Linked DNA regions of Zea mays: region 1 is linked to region 2. Evidence: chromatin contacts called from public Hi-C data. All regions are on one chromosome and are shown on one strand. The core of a region is the stretch at or near the end of the contact, and the rest is flanking DNA. Distances in the headings are between cores, read along the strand shown. Region 1 has its middle 77 kb from the start of LOC109943095. Region 2 has its middle 50 kb from the start of LOC103642717.

Region 1 (4,045 bases), core at 1,516-4,015, 150 kb before region 2:
AGAATTGAAGAGAAGCGTACCATAATCTGTGACCAAATTAAAGCATGCAAAGAGAAGAGCTACAAAGAGGGACACAGATAGCAAGACTGATGGTGTCACTGTAGTGAGGTCGTTGGATAGCATCCATTAATTAATAATCAATAAATATCAAATAATATTAACATTTGTATCTTGAATAAACTTTAATGAAGAACATATATTCCATAATTAATGTAAAGATCAATAACACAAAATTTTAAAAACTATTACACAGGTAATAATAATTTAACTATTTATAATTAAGAATAACTATACAAACTTTCTACTCTATACTCTATTAAATGAGTTGAGTCTGAGCTCAAACTTTCTATTTTTAAACAATCAAACAAATTGTAGTAGCAATGTAATAAATGATACTCTTGTTTAAAAATAAAAACTTCTATCGTAGACTTATTTTGATCAAGTACTATTAGTAAACCACATATACATATACAAATTATCAAGTAAATTTAAACTCAAATGGCGAATAAGTAATTCACATCATTATTCTCAATATAAAAACCATAAATTTATCTATTTCTAAATCATGAAATAAGCTATATACTAGCAATAAAGATGAGAGGATGAAGTTGGTAACATATATAACCCTAGAATGGAAAGTTGAACGAACTCTTCACAAATTCTCAAGAAAAATTGGGAATGGAATCCTTCACTTGAGAGAAAGACCATAGAACTTGAAATGGCTAGATAGCTCGTGTTAGGGGGTGTATCAAGGTAGATATATAGTGGAAAACTTTAGTCCCTATTGGTGGCGAAGACCAGGACTTGAGGTGGGGCCACTAAACGAGGGCTAAATGTCTCCTCTAAGCTCATTTGTGACATTAGTTATTAGACGTGGGACAGGGCATGATTGATTCGCTACCTAACTTGTCATAGTTTATCTAGTTTTTCCTATCTAAGGTTAGTTCTTTAATTTGACTGACGAAACTTAGACAAGCTGTGGGATAGTTAGCCGAGAACCAAACAGATCCTAATCCTTACATATTAGTGCTGGACCCCACTGGCCGACTCTAGCCGATATAAAGCCAAACACCAAAGGTCGGTTGTCTAATGGTGGAACATGCATGTTATGTTGCACAAGATCTTGTAAAACATGCATATAATGCATGTAAAGTAGAGAATTTACATTTAACCGTCCATGTTTCTGAAAATGACAGCAGAGTCGCCCACCACACAATTGATCTTATGTCAATATAGACGATATGGAAAATGGAAGCATCGGAGGGAAATGGAAAGGGAAGAAAGGAACATGAGTAAATTAAAGGGCATGCACATCGTGAACGCGAACAAGATTCCTGCGTAACATTTATTCTGTGCATATGCATTTCCTGAAAAAAGGAAGAAGGCGAGAGAATCGAGTATATATATAAAGAAAACGACGAGACAAAAGGAGCCAATAGTTTTCTTTTGTGAATTACACGGTACAAATGTGATACTGATTATACACACGCGCATACGTCTTATCTTACCTACCATTGAAAAAAAATACTATAAAATAAAAAATCTAAGAAAATATATGTACGTTAAGTCGAAGATTCGACTTAAATTTAGGTGGACAGTTGAAATAGAAAGTTGTAGTTGTAGATCTTCGAAATCTACAACTTGTCTAATAAATCTCATAAAATTCTCAGAAATAGGTCCTTGAAATAGGTCAACTTAAATCTAATAAAAATCATTTATGGTCCATATGTTATCAGCCAGCGATCAATAGAATTATAAGAAATTCTAAAATCAAATATAAAGATTTAAACCACATTGGTGAAAATGATTTTCACCATCGGTTCATAACACAAAACAGGCGGTGAAAATGGGTCAAACCATCACCCCCAGTTGGTGAATATCATCGATTTGTAATCACTCTCATTTTCACCATCGATTTGTAATACGAACCGGCCGGTGGTGAATATCATCTCACCCATGGTTCATAACATGAACCGATGGTCGATGAACTATACTCCCTCTTTGTCCTAAATTAAAATTCTTTTTACATTATTAATAGATTCATACAACACTTGATTTGTGTGTTTTACATATGTGTTTAGATTCATCATCACACATTTGAATATAGACATTAAAACCTATAGCTGGAATGAATAGTATTGTGTGCAGTAGTGAAATATACTGATCTATCACTACTTATTGCTTGGAACACGTAATAATTTGTATGAATATGGGGCAGTCCCACTAAAAATCTGGCTAGGATAATGAGACGACTCCCCAAGTCAATCACCTCCAAAATGTATTGTCCCACCGAAAAAGTCTCCATACAATTCACGATGATATATAATCTAATAATCTTTATTTTTAATTTATCCCCTGAACACACAGGAGTTGTATGTGCATGCCATGGTAGGCCAAACAGTTGTTTCATCCATATGCAACTAATTATTAAAAATATGGTCCCAAATACATGACCACAACAAATTGGTGTTGCCATCCACCATGGTCCTCCTTGCATGCCACAACGATGTTGACATCAGCATCAGATAGCAAAATATAATGGACAGGAGAAGTATCTAAACATATATACGACTCCTGAGTCCTAGAAACAACATTGAAGCAATATATATATATATATGCTGTCAAAGCTAAGGTAAGTAGGCATCGAGAGGTCTTTATGTTAGTTATAGTTAGGCGCAGCTAGCAGCCGAGACCTGACGTGTTGCTCAATCTTGTCTCACACGTATATATCCTCTCCCTCTCCATCTGTACGAGCGAAGAAAGACATGATCAGACGACAACAAGTTAGATGCCATTGGCCCTTGTTGAGTTGTTGTGTACGGCCGACGCATGCACACGTGTGAGAGTGAGAGACCATCTCGATCCAGCACGGAGCATCTATCATATACATCTTAATACCAGTTTGGAAACTTAAATCTTTTTTTAGATTCCTGAGGATCGAGAGGAAAATCAGAAAACCCGTAGGTCTTGTTCGTTTGTGCCGGATTGGTGGGTCGGAACGATTCCTAACCGGATTGCTTCTCTAATTTATATAAACTTTGATTAGCTGGAACGATTCCGGATATAATCCGATAGAAACGAACAAGGCCGTAGGAGATTTAAGTTTCTAAACTAGTCCTTAACATTTAATTTCTTTTGATCGATAGATGATGAGTTGAAGAAATGTATCAAGCACAAAAGCCCCACAAGCCCCAAAGGAAAGGGGGAAAAGAAGGCTGCCGATCGAGAAAGAAATGTGCGTGTCAAATTTTGGTACTTGTACGGTTGTAGCCATCATGAAAGCAAAGAAACATATAGGATGATACACCACCACATCCTTGAACAAAGATTTCTTAAAAAAACAGTTTAGTAACCACACAAGGCAAGAGATAGGTTATGCACAACCAAATAACTAGCGGGAGGGCGAAGGGGCTCACGGCGCCGTGGCAAAGGCCACTGACCGGAAGCGCTCCGGTATAAGGTTCGAGCTCTTAGTGACGTACCATTTACCCGTGATTTTTCTAAGCATAGAGAAAACATATGTGATATGTGTAGTGGTGTGAGTGTGCGTGGCGTCCATACTCCATATACCCTATAAAAAATAACTAGCGGGAGGAAAAGGAGGAGGCGCTGTGGCAAAGGCCACTGACCGGAAGCGCTCCCATAAAGGTTCGAGCTCTTAGTGACGTACCATTTATCCGTGATTTTTCTAAGCATAGAGAAAACATATGTGATATGTGTAGTGGTGTGAGTGTGCGTGACGTCCTTATACCCTATAAAAAATAACTAGCTCGAGGAAAAGGAGGAGTTTTGGAAGAAACAAAGGTTCAGTAATTAAAAAAACACTTAATAATCACCTGATCCCTATATATAACTCAATTCAGAATACTAGCTAGCGAGATTCTTGTAGCTAGATATATATGCATGTGATGGGTGCATATATCTTCATTCATTCAATTGCTAGCTGGACGTTTGGAAAGCTGTGTATCGATATATACTATACCAATAAAAATACAGTTGCGTATGAACATCTTGGCATTTAATAATGATACCTGACCATATGCTT
Region 2 (3,910 bases), core at 535-3,034:
TATGTATTCATAAATTCACAAACTTACCTGCCGGTTATAATGGATGTCTAGTGGCACTCATTTTTTCGACAAATCATACTTTCCACCTTGCCACTTATAGAACCTATATGCATTGTGATCTCAAATAGATTCACCATGTTATTCTAAAATTCTCACCGATATAAGTATGCATGCATAAAAAAAGCTTACAGACGCTGAGAAATTTTGAATAGGTTGAAGGGTCGTAGTTTAAGGAGTCGAGCACCAGCATCTTTCCAACCTTAGGATAAATGAAGAAGCATATCCAGTGCTCTCTGTACGAATCAAATTTGTGATGCATGTGTATTGAAATTATTAATTTTATTTATACAAAATCACACTTACTTAAAGTTGTACGGGCCACTATGACTTCTCTCTCTTGAAATTCAAGCTTTGCGTGTTCTATGTAGGTGGTGTATCTTGCTTCAAAATCCTTTTTCATATTCTGTGTAAGCTTCTCAACTTCTTCGACGGTCTTTCCTTTTAGTTCTTCGTTGTATTTTCCTATTCTGAAAGTGTGATTTGCACTGGCAGTTGTGTTAAGAAAACCGCCAATAGAAATTGATTTCCACTGGCGATTTCTTAAACCAGGTCCACCTTTTTATTTTCACTGTCACTTGGTAACTAAAACCGCTTGTGAAAAGTTTTGCGTACTATAAGCTTAGGGTCTGTTTGGTTGGGCTGTGGCTGTGAAAAAAGTTGCTGTGGGATGTGAGCTGTAGAAAAAGCTGCTGTAGGCTGTAAGCTGTTAAAAAGCTAAAAATCGTTTGGTGGAAACCACTAAAAGTCGTTAAAAATTCTTCGATATATGTTTTCATAGTTTCATCCGAAAAGCTACTAAAAGCAGGTACAGGAGTGCTTTCAGATTTGCACTACGAGAAAGTCGGCTTTTAGAAAAAGCTGCTTCCTGGATCCAGCCCTTTGGTTGGCTTTTGGCTTTTAAGGAGGCAAAAGCCAAAGCCAAAAGTCAAACCAAACACACCCTTAGAGCTCTTTTCTACTGGTGTATTGGGCTCACCTAATAATCATTTACAAAGGTCATGCTAAAAAAATTACCTCTATTATTAGGCTATAAAAAACTATTTTCTGATTTTTTTAGTAGTGAAATCTCTAAGAAACAGAAGCAAATAAAGAAAACGAAGCTCATTCAATGCATAGAGTTTGCCAAAAGATACGGGGAGCCTACGACCACCGACTCGCTGCAGCGTCTTAATTGACTCGGTCATACATAATATCCACTAGTACCCAGGTGTTGAAAAATTCTCAAAAAACTGATTAGGTCACATGACGAAAGAATATAAAATTTTGGCATTTCCTATTATTGACTTCTTCTCATATTCACTTGGAACAACACGCGACACTGAGAAAAACTTAACAAGTACTAGGGAAATGTTCCAATTATTGTACGCTCGCGGGAGAAAATGATACGTGGTCAAAAGATGCACTGTGGAGGATTAATTGGAGTGAGAAGAATAAAGAGAATAGTGTTTTCCTTGTTGACTTTTAGAACCAGGGGACAACTGCCTGTAGTTGTCACTAGGCGAGAGGACATGAAAGTGAACAGACAAATTGCCACTACACTACAGTACACAATCAATCACGCCGAAGGATCATTTGTTGGGTGTGTTAAGATTTGGCAGGTTTTTAATATTAATTTTGAGATAAAGCAGGACGTCAATCTTGTGACCCAATACCCTGGTTGGTTGTTGTGCTGTGCAGTGCTGAGCCAACGACATCTTCGTTGTTGCAAGGGCTGCCTAGGTGCTCGTTGGACCAATTGTCAGAAGTTGATGCGGGCCTTGGGCTGGCCACCTTGGGCTATCCTTGGCCCAGTATGTCTTGCACTTTTGTGACTCCACTCTCGAACTTGAAGAATATTTTTGAGGTGCTAATATCATAATATGTTTGTAGACTCGACGATTAAGGGTGTATTTGGTTTTTAGAGACTAAATTTTAATTCTCCTTTTTAGTCTCTAAATTATTAAACACTGAGATTAAAAGAAGGATTATCTCTATTTTAGTCTCTGTGTTTACAATTTAGGGACTAAAATAGAGGGACTAGAAATTGGTCCCTACAAACCAAACCAAACCTACATTCTCCTTCGACTTACACTAAACTTTCCTAATTAGGGTTTTGAGATATGTGATATGTATATAGCTTGCCTAATTAAGGTTTTGAGGTACATTGGCATTTAGATATGATGTCATATGCCTTTGTATTGTACTAATATGTTTATCCATGTACGACACAAGTTGATATGTCTTCATTATGTCAATATATAACATGTCATAACTATATGTCAATTGTGTTGATGTGCACGTGATACTTTTGTTTACATGATCAGACATGCAGCCCCTCCTCTAGAGGCACCCAGATTTGTCCATAGACTCTTGTCATTCAGGCTAACTTTGTAGCAGACATAATTCCTATTTCCAACCATAATAAGTAATGTTATCGTACACTTCATTTAATATTGATATTTTACATCCTAACACACTTTTATAATTTACCATACATAGATAATTGAGTTGATTAGATGGTTCCAAGATATACTTTGGTTTCCTGGAGGTCATTAAATCTGAAAGCATCTCGGATTCTAATTTAGTTTTTTGTGATTAATGACAACATAATTATTATAATTAACCTATATTTTGCAAGGGCATTATAAGTAGGTCACAATAATGATCGTATAATGAGCAATCAATGGTTTTCATGCCCTTTAGATAGATTTTATTTCAGTTTTCAAATAATATGCAACAGGGTTAAGGACATACTAGTTCTAAGTGTCAATTGGAGTGAGGGACGCTTAGAGTAATTTTAGGGGTTCATTTTTCCTTGGTCATACTATATAGGGGTATAAAGTAGTAGTTTGACCTAGTTGATTCTAGTGAGTAGGTGTGATGCGTACTTGTCAAACTTAGCACTAGGTAGATCAGAGGAATCCCAAAGTTCAATTGTAAGTAATCCCATTCACAAATATGCTTCAAAAGGATGTGAATGCAATGCGAAGGTTAGGATCTCACATGACAAAGTTCTATGTATAGAGGACAAGGGTTCCTTATTGGGCGTGTCTAGTGGTGGATCACTAGCATGTATGTTGTCCACCGTTGATGGTTCTTATGTCAATTGGATTTTACTCCGCAAGCACACAGAAACTTATGTGCCCTTCACTGTGAGTATTCTAGGTATCGTATTTTCCATAGGGAAGCAACATACTAGATATAAACTAATCAACACAAATTCAAAATTGCATCATAAACTTTATAAATGTACAATTAAGTAATTAGACGAGAGTAAATGCAGTCGAAAGAGAGGAAAGCTAGGTTTATGAGGAAGAAATAGATAGGGACCCTATGGACGGTAACTAGGTAAAGTTGCCTGGGAGGACAACAAGGAGTTAGAGAACCAAAATATACTTCTACTACTCTATAAAGGATTATTCATGGTTAACCTGTTGATAAGCAAACACAAAAAAGGTCTTGCTTCGAGTGAAATTCTGAGGTTTAATTTTGAGGGTTCCTAGGGGTAGATATATGGAAGACCTATGCAAGATAGCTATCACCTATGGGCCTACCAGACAACGAGGTCGAGATACACATGTTGCACTCTCGCTGTCACCAAGAGAGGCTACCGACACTAGCTATGTGGATAGGATAGCACATTATAACAGAGCTTGAACACTACAGCTCCTTCGGAATCAGAGGATCAAAGCTAACAATCCTAATAATAACTAGGACTAGGTTTGGCTTATAACAATGCCACACAAGATCTTGTTAACAACAGTCAAACACAATCCTAAGCCTTGAGTTAAAGTGCTCCTAGACTACCACAACAATAACCAAGAAATAGAGGTAAAGTAAAATTATACTTGAATGTGATACTTTAAGTAAA

Evidence for each region. A called contact is a pair of places that touch in the nucleus more often than the background predicts.
Region 1: a Hi-C map of bundle sheath shows a contact between it and region 2, with 3 times the contacts expected there. The contact joins two enhancer-like sites. A contact is called at or near these places in 2 of 25 Hi-C or Micro-C datasets (bundle sheath and seedling).

The regions. Positions count from the first base shown.
Region 1 is chr10:114,032,816-114,036,860 of Zm-B73-REFERENCE-NAM-5.0, reverse strand. No RefSeq gene overlaps it. Among protein-coding and RNA genes, the nearest start is that of LOC109943095, 77 kb to the left of the region's middle. Within about 2 kb of position 2,765, at least 5 of the 20 cell types and tissues checked have an H3K27ac peak or open chromatin away from gene starts, as enhancers often do. A contact at or near this core is called in bundle sheath, where this site is marked.
Region 2 is chr10:113,883,710-113,887,619 of Zm-B73-REFERENCE-NAM-5.0, reverse strand. No RefSeq gene overlaps it. Among protein-coding and RNA genes, the nearest start is that of LOC103642717, 50 kb to the right of the region's middle. Within about 2 kb of position 1,784, at least 15 of the 20 cell types and tissues checked have an H3K27ac peak or open chromatin away from gene starts, as enhancers often do. A contact at or near this core is called in bundle sheath, where this site is marked.